Linked DNA regions of Cyprinus carpio: region 1 is linked to region 2. Evidence: chromatin contacts called from public Hi-C data. All regions are on one chromosome and are shown on one strand. Each heading gives the region's core, a stretch centred on a gene start, on an enhancer-like site or on the middle of the called end of the contact. The rest is flanking DNA. Distances are from core to core; before and after follow the strand shown.

Region 1 (5,238 bases), core at 2,300-4,799, 40 kb before region 2:
TGGGTGGGCAAGACTGCCAGAGTAAAGTAATGCCACAACATCTGTGTTCAGATCACCTTTTCTCCTGACAAAGCCAGTGTAATGGCAATATTTCCATCTGCTGAATGTAAGCTTTTCCATATTCCAAGCTTTCCTGATGCACTGGTGACTTCATGTTCCTGTGCGGGTCATGACAATTATCAAAATAAATCTAGGAATTATTGGATTGTTGGATTTCAAATCAGACGGGGTTGAGGCATCAAAAGGAACTAAGTAATGAGTTGTTTTATGGATGGCAACTGTAATATTATTACTGAAATCTTATTAGTAATAGGTTACACTACTAGTTACTGCAAAAAGTAATATTATTACAGTAACTTACTAGTAACTAGTTACTGCCCAACACTGATCATTGGTTAAACATATAACCTCCGGTACGACCCAGAATCTATCCTACCTTAATTTATGGTCAGGGGCCTCTACTATACATTTGTGATATAGTCAGTAAGTGCCCAGTTCATCGATGGTGTCTCTGATGTCATATAAGAGTGTCTTCAGTTTGTCAGAATCTCCACAGCCACGCGCATCTAGCGCCACCGTGTGGTAATGACTACTGAATTCCTGTAATTGGTAACGCCAGGAGTAGCTGCAGGTCATATATATTAAGTAATTTAAAATGATAATATATTTTATATAAATATAAAACAACATAATATAATATATCCAAATTGCAACAACATTCTGATATAATATAATAAAAGAATAATCTGTAACATTATTTCTGAAATGTCTGTATGCTTTCACAAAACGATATGCAGAAACACTTTACAAAACTTACTGCATCAGATCTACAACGTAAAATAAGCAGAGAGAAAAAAATTAAAGGAGGACGTAAACAGTTTTCGGGGAAACCATGGAACAACATTAGGGACTTTCTGTGGTCTCATTTGGTTACATAATGAAACCTCAAGCCGGAGTCTGAAGGGTAAAAATACCAAGAAATGTCACAACAAGAGGTCAAAACATTGCAGGTACAGACCGACTGAGTAAAAAAATCAATAAATAAAACTTGTGAATACCTCGCCACTCTTTTCAATTCCTATTCCACCAATATTAAATAAAAATCACATTTGAGAAAGATTAACACTGAGTTTGCTTGTCACGCTGCTCCGTGTGATTTCATCAAAGACTAAAGCGTCGTGTTCATCGTCTAAACACAGGTGGCGCAAGAGCACAAGATATGGACGATCATTATTTAGCCTTTCATTCACCGTTTTAACTAAAGAACGAACACAGATCACACAGAAAAAAATATGACTTACTTTAAAACAAATTACACTCAGAAATTGCTAGTAAATGTCCTAGATAATTACAAAGAAACGGGAAGTAGCCTAACCAGTGTTGGGCTCGTTACTCAAAAAAAGTAATTTATACTTGTTACTAGTTACCCCTTTCAAAGGTAATATTATTACTTTACTTCTTACTTTCTAGCAACTAGTTACACTACTAGTTACATTACTGTTCCTTCACGCACCACAAAAGTTGTAATTGTGTATCTTCCCCATAAAATCCTTCTAAAATGTTGCTAATAATATATTTCTGTCTCATCATTTGACCAAAATCTACATTGGATCCCCGTCAGACGTTTTTACAAACATTCAGTTGTGACTGATAGTGACTTTTAAGTAAAAGTGTTGTATTAATTGTCACGTGTAGCTTGAAGCTAATTGTAGTTATAATTTCTGTTACCCATTTATGATTATATTTCATGAAGTATTTTATCAAAAGAAATCACATAAGTTCACAAGATTTTTAATTATGCACTGGTGACTTCGTGTGCCTGTTCAAGTTGTGACAATTATCAAAATAAATCCAGGAATTATTGGATTGTTGGATTTTAAATCAGTAGGGGTTGAGGCATCAAAAGGAACTAAGTAATTTCAGTAATATTATTACTGAAATTATTAGTTTTTTATTATTTTATTATTAGAAATTAGTAATTAGTTACACTACTAGTTACTGCAAAAAGTAATATTATTACTGTAACTAGTTAATAGTAACTACTGCCCAACACCGGAAGTAACACATTGAATTAAAGTGAAATCTTGAAGTCGAAAGACTGAAATAGTATTTTTCTTACTCCAATAATCGTTTTATTCACATCTTCGACAGAGTATCTAATGACCTTGTGCATATTACTTTGTTAAGTGCTTTTAAATTCATCAGATAGGCCTTACATTTTTTTACATTCTTCATTATAAATCTTCTCTCTGTGCCCTTCAGATAGGCATGCTCACCAAGTGCAGGGTCTTTCAGGCAGTCTGGGGGTTTCTTTCGGACGGTCCCATAGGGATCCCTAAATCCAGGCCATGAAAACCACACAAGCAGTGATTCCAGCTGTGCTGAACACAAGCATTTAATATACTGAAGAGAGAATTAATAATCTTAGTTGTGTTGGTAATAAAAGTAGGTGCATCAAAGTATTGCACTGCATGACTAATTTTAATAATCAGAGAGACACGGGATCTGTGTAGCAAATGTCCCTCTACTTCAGAGAAGTTCACCTTTCAAAATAAACAACTGTCACTGAACAAATACATGGTCTGGGAGACTGGCTTAAATACAAGCCTCTTTTTTTATTATCTTAACTTGAATGTATATATGTAGCCTTTATATTTATATTCCTAATTTATTTATTTATTTATTTAGGTATTTATTTATTTTAGTTAAAACTAAATTACATTAATTTTTCCTGTCCAAAGTGGTTGAGCAGATTGCACACATCAAAAATACGTAGCCTACTTTTCCGCGAAATATGACTTTAAAATGACAAACATGAATATGCATCTGCGGTCTATGAAAAAAATATACTTTATACATCTCAGTTTTTTTTATAAAGTCTTAAATTATATTGTAAAATGTATTATTTTGAGAATAGGCCCCACTTTTCATTATAAAAAATATCATGGGTGTTATTTTTCAAAAATGTTTAACCCTACAATATTATGCCGAATAACACATAAAACAGTATATATATATATATATATATATATATATATATATATATATATATATATATAATATATATATATATATATAAACCCTATTTGTTCTCTTTCTCTGGGTCATGGTGCACTCTCTTTGTGATTGAAATCTCAGTGCATTTTCATTGTAAACATTGTAGCTCTTGCTCCATGCAATAAATGAATGTGCTTAAATGAGCTGGTTTTTCTTTAGTTCAACTGTTAATATTAATGGAATGACCCATTTCAGGGGCGTCCAAAATTACAATTTAAACTCAGGCAGAGCTGTAGAAATTAATCTTCATATTTACAAGAATTTTTTTTATGACCCCTTACTTGTTTTTATGTCTTTAAGGGGGAATCGAGTCTTGTTCATAGATAGATAGATAGATAAATAGATAGATAATTTTAAGTTACTTTATTAATAGACTCAATTCGGCGCATATATGTAGTTTATTTAAATCGTACTATTTAATCACGCACTTTTGATTGCACTGTTAACACCGATCTTCACACAGCAGACGGAAGAGATCAGAGCGGAGCGGTTTTAAGCGAGCTTTCACACACGTGTGACAGCAGCGCTCACGGTCCTCACGTCCTGTGCGTCCTCCGCGCGCATGACGTCACCGACGTTTCGAGCTGTTTGTTCTGGATTGTGGGAGAGAAAGAGCCCGCGCGCCCTCACAACAAAATAACGAAGGTAAATACACAAGCAGACTTGTGCAAAGCGTTTAGCTCTTCTTAAAGGTCCCGGCGTGTGTGGCGTCGTTTCGTGCAGCGGTCAAGCGCGCGATTCAGCGCTGAAATGATTGTCTGGTGCGCGCGGGGAAAGCGGCCTGTGCGTCGCTGAGTGCTAAAGCTAACAGCTCGGAGAGACATCCCCATTCATGATAACGGGTCAGTTTGGATGTTACTTCGTTCTTGTGCTGGTTGCTTTTGCGTTTTAGCGCCGAATTATCCCTTGTACGTCAAAGAGAGCGGCTAACGGAGGGCTCCGAGGTTGTTTATTAGCATTAGGCCGTTTGCTGTCCAGTGCTAGCACAGCATCGCATCCCTGCTCTGCGCAGCTTGACGGCCGAGCTGCGCGATAATCTCACGTTTCCCTGTGCGGGAATGCTGGAAGATTTGACGTAAAATTGAACGAGAATAAGCGCACACGTTACGCAAAGTCAGATTAATTTAGTCGGGTTCATGTGATCCGCGCTCGTCTCAAGCGTCTGACATTGACAGACGTGTTTTAATAACGGGCCGCGCTCGCTTGAAGCTCTGGGTGTTGAGTGTAGAGTGTTGTTTTGATTGCACGCACACACACTGATAAGTACACACGCCGGACGAGTCCGTGTCGTACACCGTTAGCATCTTTAGCGGGACGAAGGAAACGTGCAGCGCACTCTCCCGCTTTTAATGCCTGTTACAGTCTCTCAACCGCATTACATTGCCTTAACAAATGTTTTGCATGACTATAAACTCGTTTAATGGTACTATAATGGTGTGGCCCTAGGTGTTTTAGCGACTTTGAGCATAAGCACTCCTCTGAGCTGCCCGCAGTCGCCATTTTGTGTTGCTCCTCCGTGTAACGGAGAAACACACAACCTCTACATTTTTATTAAAACAAAATGTGCGTGAGTCAGTGACGTTAGTCATGTTTTAGTTTCATCTTTCCGCATTTATTAAAGTTACTATTCCTTACATTAAAGTGCGTTTTGTGAAAACGGCATCAGTTTGGAGCAGTGTTATTAGCCTCGCAGCGCTTTCGGTTTGCGCTCAGATTTACTGAGTAACGTTAAATCCTCCGATTTTGCAGCAGAAATATCCGATATATCTACTTATGGACAGGTTTAGACGCTCAGTATATTAAGTGCATTCAGTGAACGCTGTTAGTTATTCACCTGAACTCGTGAGCGAAGCAGATCTGTGTTTATCTGACATCATAGATGTGTGATTGACAGCTGCTGAATGACTGACAGGTTTCCTAGTGTTAACTTGTTTTTGTGTTCAGCGGTGAGTTTAGGCGCTAAGCGTTTTTGCTCGCTTGTTAAATATCGTTATGTTGGAATTCGAGGTGAATTGGTGTCAGGTTCCGTTTGTGACTGTGAAATTGTATTAAGGTTTGGGGTTTATTATATTCTAGAGAATTGAAATGGCTTTTAAATCACAACCCAGGTGAGTACAGTCAGTTGTTTCGTTTGTGTATATTGTGGATCTGGCAATATTTCGTGATTTTTGCTATCAAAAC
Region 2 (5,022 bases), core at 2,450-4,949:
TGAGATGTGCTGTTTCCCTAAATGCATAACTTAAATTTAACAGGTATATTCTCCATCTGTAAATGTTAGAAAGCCGTAGAAAAATTCCATTTTGCTGACAGAAGTGCATGAGTTTTGCTTTGCGATTCTTCGCTACACTTCACAGACTTCATTTAGAACGAGCTCCGCCGAGCGCATGTGCACCAAACAGACAGAGCTCAATGAAATTGGAGTGCAATAACTCTGACTAAAATATAAATTTTGCTGAAATATTTGTAGCTGGACAATAAATGTGACATGTAGAATTTTAAATCTACAAGTGTATTTGTATGGTAGCACTAACTGTAAAGTGACTAATGGGTAGGGATGGGAAATATGGGCTTAAAAATGTATCACGATAATTTCTGATATTTATTGCGATAACGATATCAATGACGATAATTTAGGGAATCCTGTTTTTTTTTTTAAGAGAAAAGTATTATCTTTCCTAGTTTTACCCAAAATAGGGTGTTGTGAGCAGTTTCAGAGCAATTTCACGTCCGCATTCCTTCACATCACTCCACACAGTTGCACACAGAAATGTGTCATCAACTAGACTTTATCGTTATTATAATATATAGACAAACCTTAAATAAATACCACCATAAACAAAACAATAATATATCGCAAATACCCATAAAAACAGAACTAATGGGGGTAATCAAAATAGCCTTTTTATTCAATTAGTCTGTGGTTTTTTTATTTTCTTTTTTTAGTTTAGTAAATTTAACTTCTGCTTTAAAACCGTTATTTTTGTTTTTAGATTGCAGTGTAAATGTTAGAATGTAATGTGATTTTAACCTTTTTTGCACATAATATACAGTGGGGAAAATAATTATTTGATCCCCTGCTGATTTTGTAAGTTTGCCCACTTAAAGAATTTTTTTTTATGGTATTATTTTAACTGATAGAGAGAAAATCAAAAAAGCAGCATACAAATGTAATTTTTTTTTTTTTTTTTTTTTTTTTTTTTTACATTTTAGTGAGTCAAATAAGTATTTCATTCTCTACCAACAAGCAGCAGCACCATCTAAATGTTTCAGAGAAGGCTTGTGAGAATGTGCTGTGGTCAGACCAAAATTGAGCTTTTTGGCATTAACTCGACTCGTCGTGTTTGGAGGGAGAGAAATGCTGACTATGACTCCAAGAACACCATCCCTACAGTCAAGGACGGAAGTGGAAACCTTATGCTTTAGGGCTGCTTTAAGGCTCAGGGTACAGGATGACTTCACCGCATTGAGGGGCAAATGGACGGGGCCATGTACTGTAAAATCTTGAAAGTGACGTGACATATGGCGAGTATGGTGACCCATACTCAGAATTCGTGCTCTGCATTTAACCCATCCAAAGTGCACACACACACCATGAAAACACACCCGGAGCAGTGGGCAGCCATTTATGCTGTGGCGCCCGGGTAGCAGTTGGGGGTTCGGTGCCTTGCTCAAGGGCACCTCAGTCGTGGTATTGCCAGCCCGAGACTCGAACCCACAACCTTGGGGTTAGAAGTCAGACTCTAACCATTAGGCCATGACTTCCCCAAATCTTGGACGAGATCCTCCTTCCCTCAGCCAGAACACTGCAAATGGCTGAAACTTCGAGTTTCCAAGAGACAGCCAAGAAACCTTAAGGATTTAGAGAGGATCTGTAAAAATGATCCTCTTACATATCACTGAAATGTAAATCTGTTTTTTTTTTATTCTGTCTCTATTAGTTAAAATAAACCTACCATAACATTTATTTTAAGTGGGCAAACTTACAAAATTAGCAGGGGATCAAATAATTATTTTCACCACTGTATGCCTACATGGTTACATTCACTTTATTTGTTTAATCCAAATGCAAACTACGGAGATGTATAGCATTTATCGCAAATCAGACAAAAAATACAGAGATATGAATTATTGCTCCTACCCAGCCCTACTGCGGGGTAATTCAGCTCCGTCCCAGCCCACCCCATTTTGGTTGCATTTTCTCCATAGTTGGGTGTATTTTTAGCTCCGCGCTTTTGTGTGTGTGCTTGTGGCCTTGGGCTGAAGATTATTCTTGTGCTCTTTGTGTACCGACTTGAACATGATGTCCCCCATTACAGAGCTAATTGGAGCAGTGAAGTTAACTCTGAGCTGAACGTCCACATCCTGGGCTTTCCAGAGATCCACAACATGAAGATGCTGGTAAACCCAGCTACAGGCTCTGCCAGACGCAAAATAAATATTTACCCTCAAACACACTTTTAAGAACAATTTTTCAAACACATCCTGTTCTGAAGTTATACAGTCACAGACTGTTGGCCAGTCCAGGAAACTTCATTGCAGATCCTGGATTGCTTCTGAACACTGAATGTACTGAGTTTTGACAGGTCTGCATTGGATAATAGAAACCCCATAGTTTACTGAAAGTACAAAACTATTATTTATATTCCATTTGTTCTATGCTCAGTTTGTATGTTTATTTCATACCACCAAACTTGCCACCTTTTGTTGAATATTGATGTTCTGTAGTTGAAATGTGCCATTGATGCAATTTCAGAATTTTCCAAAACTATTTCAGCTGCTGATTCCAACAGATATTTAGAAAGAAAAATTAGCCATTTCCCCCCAACTACACACTATAGATTTATTTTCTAGTCTTTGTTGAGTACTTGTAATATAGTAGTACATGTAGATCTCAAGTATGGCAAAGATAAGTTTAAAGTTTGTCGATCGCGCTTGTCAGTGAAGCTGAACTCTCCTCCTGTCAGCATTCAATTCACACGGACCGACCGTCACACAGAGAACACGCGATCATGCAGGACACACATCCACACTTCATAAGATCTCACAGCTGGATTCGACTAAGTTTGCAAGGTTTTTGAAATTAGATGTTCATTAGTCATTCAAAGATTTGTTTAAATGATGTAAAAGCTTATTTGCTGAATGCTGAAGGCAAACGAGAAAGTATTATGTTTGCCTTTCTATTACTAACAATATAAAAGCAATCTTTATAATACTTTTTTTGAATACATTTTAATTCATTTGTTTAACCATTCTATCTGATTATTAGACAGACGTCTATCCATATTAGACAGAACTGTTAACAACGACAGCAAACAAGAGGGAGAATGTAAGCACTAAGTGTTCAGGTGCTGCATTCTCAGCGCCGTCAAATTAAAATCCCGCCATGAACGCATCGGCCAAACAGAAAAACTTATCTGCCGATATTTGAAAAATGCCAAATATCGGCCGATATATCGGCCTTGGCAATATATCAGTCAACCACTAATTGAAACCCACTGAATGGCCTAATATCATGATTGAATGCTGTAACAAGAATCTAAAAGAGAAGTGAAATGAAGTGTGTCAGTGAGAGATGTGCCTGGCTTTTCTGTGGGCCTGGTGCAGGACACTTGGCAGCTGCTGTGCTATAAAATCATCATAACACTACTGTTTTTAAAACATCCAAAGCTTGTGTACATTATATGCAGAACACAAGTTCACTTCCTTTTCATTATCTGACCTGCAGCGGTAAATACCCCTAATTTGACTACAGAAAACCACACTGGAGGACGCTTTGAAAGACTGGATTCATTTTGCATCATACTACTGTAGCAAATTCAGATTGACAATTTGTTATTCAGATTACTCTAGGTGAATATTGTGTTGTTTTCTTTTCCACCTCAGTCATTCTTAATTCAGGAATGGCAGTCACTGTGGACTCATCCTGACTGAATGCATTCTGGTGTATCATGTTTTATGAAGCCTTGACAGGAGACTGGGGGACTTGACAGGAGACTGGGGGACTGTGCCAGTGAGTCACTACAGCACTTGTGTTACAGTGAGATACATGCTGTCGGGGAGTAGCAATCTGTCCGCACACTTCATCAGATGTCACAACACATTCCTCTGATCTGGTTTTCTCATTTCTTTAAACACAGAGACATCCAGTTCACGCTGAATGTTCCCGTTCTGATTATTTACTGCGGTCTAAACCTGAAGCATTTTTCAGTTGAGTCATCCAAGTAATACTTTCGGTAGTAGTGCTGCATTACTGTTGTTTACAAGTTGAAAGCCTGTGAGCTTGTAGAAAGATTAAATCGAAGGCTCTAGACAGCAGTATGAGGTGACATGAGGTTTCATTAGCAGGAAGTGTAAGTGTGGGGATTGCCAGATTACCCAGGCAGCAGTAGTAGTGGTGGGGGTGTGATTACTAGAGAGACAGATATTTGGGCCCTCCTTTGGTAATAAATTACAAGGCTGACCTTTAACATGCTTCAATCGAAAAACAACTGGCTGAGGAACAAGAATTGATTGTGGAGGTGCAGAATGGTTTCGTCTGCTGAGCTCCACTCCGGCTGTACTCTGCCACATTACTCTGTGATGGAGCTTAATTTGGAGGTGAGGTCACCTGGTCACGTCGTGTTGATGAGCTGACACTAATGTGCGCTCGCACTCTCTCTTCTCCTCTTCCCTCTCTCTCTCTGTTTTTCCCTTACTCAAGCACAATTATCTGATCATCTTATCAAAACAAACTGCCAGTCATTGGCCAGCCCATAGTAAGCCATAGGGCTTGTTTTCAATAAGCATACTTTTCTGTAATGGAAATCACCTAATGCAAATTTGAAAGCTATATTCTATGGCGTTAAGTTCTAAAGCAAATGATCGTTTTCTTCCGCTTGTCAATTTCAGTAGTCGATACCAGTACCAGATAACTTTTGCCGTTATCACTAGATTTTTCACATCAAAAATGTTGTTGAAAATGTGAAGTAAACAGCATTTTTCATGGAATTTAAGTAACTGGTTACTAATAGAATTGTTTGTTGCACTACCTTTTTTATTTAAAAAAAAATATTACAGAAACATGACAAGTGAGAGTAAAGATAAGCATAGAAGTTTTTAGGTATCAGCAGAATCGAGGATTCAGGTTTCAATGTTAAAGTCAGCATGAAATAAATTCTCCCTATATAGTTTCTATAAATGCATGTTATTGATCAGTTTATCTATGCATTTTTTTGACCTCGTAATTTGAAGT

The links. A called contact is a pair of places that touch in the nucleus more often than the background predicts.
Region 1: a Hi-C map of liver shows a contact between it and region 2, with 6 times the contacts expected there. The contact joins the promoter of LOC109048909 here to the enhancer-like site in region 2. A contact is called at or near these places in 7 of 8 Hi-C or Micro-C datasets (liver, red blood cells and skeletal muscle).

What each region holds. Positions count from the first base shown.
Region 1 is chrA3:13,620,930-13,626,167 of ASM1834038v1, reverse strand. It overlaps LOC109048909 (bromodomain-containing protein 4-like), which reads left to right and starts at 3,549. Exons shown (of 20, transcript XM_042719273.1): 1 at 3,549-3,702.
Region 2 is chrA3:13,581,143-13,586,164 of ASM1834038v1, reverse strand. All of the region lies in intron 2 of LOC109048909 (bromodomain-containing protein 4-like), which reads left to right. Among protein-coding and RNA genes, the nearest start is that of LOC109049013, 20 kb to the right of the region's middle. Within about 2 kb of position 3,699, at least 1 of the 8 cell types and tissues checked has an H3K27ac peak or open chromatin away from gene starts, as enhancers often do. A contact at or near this core is called in liver, where this site is marked.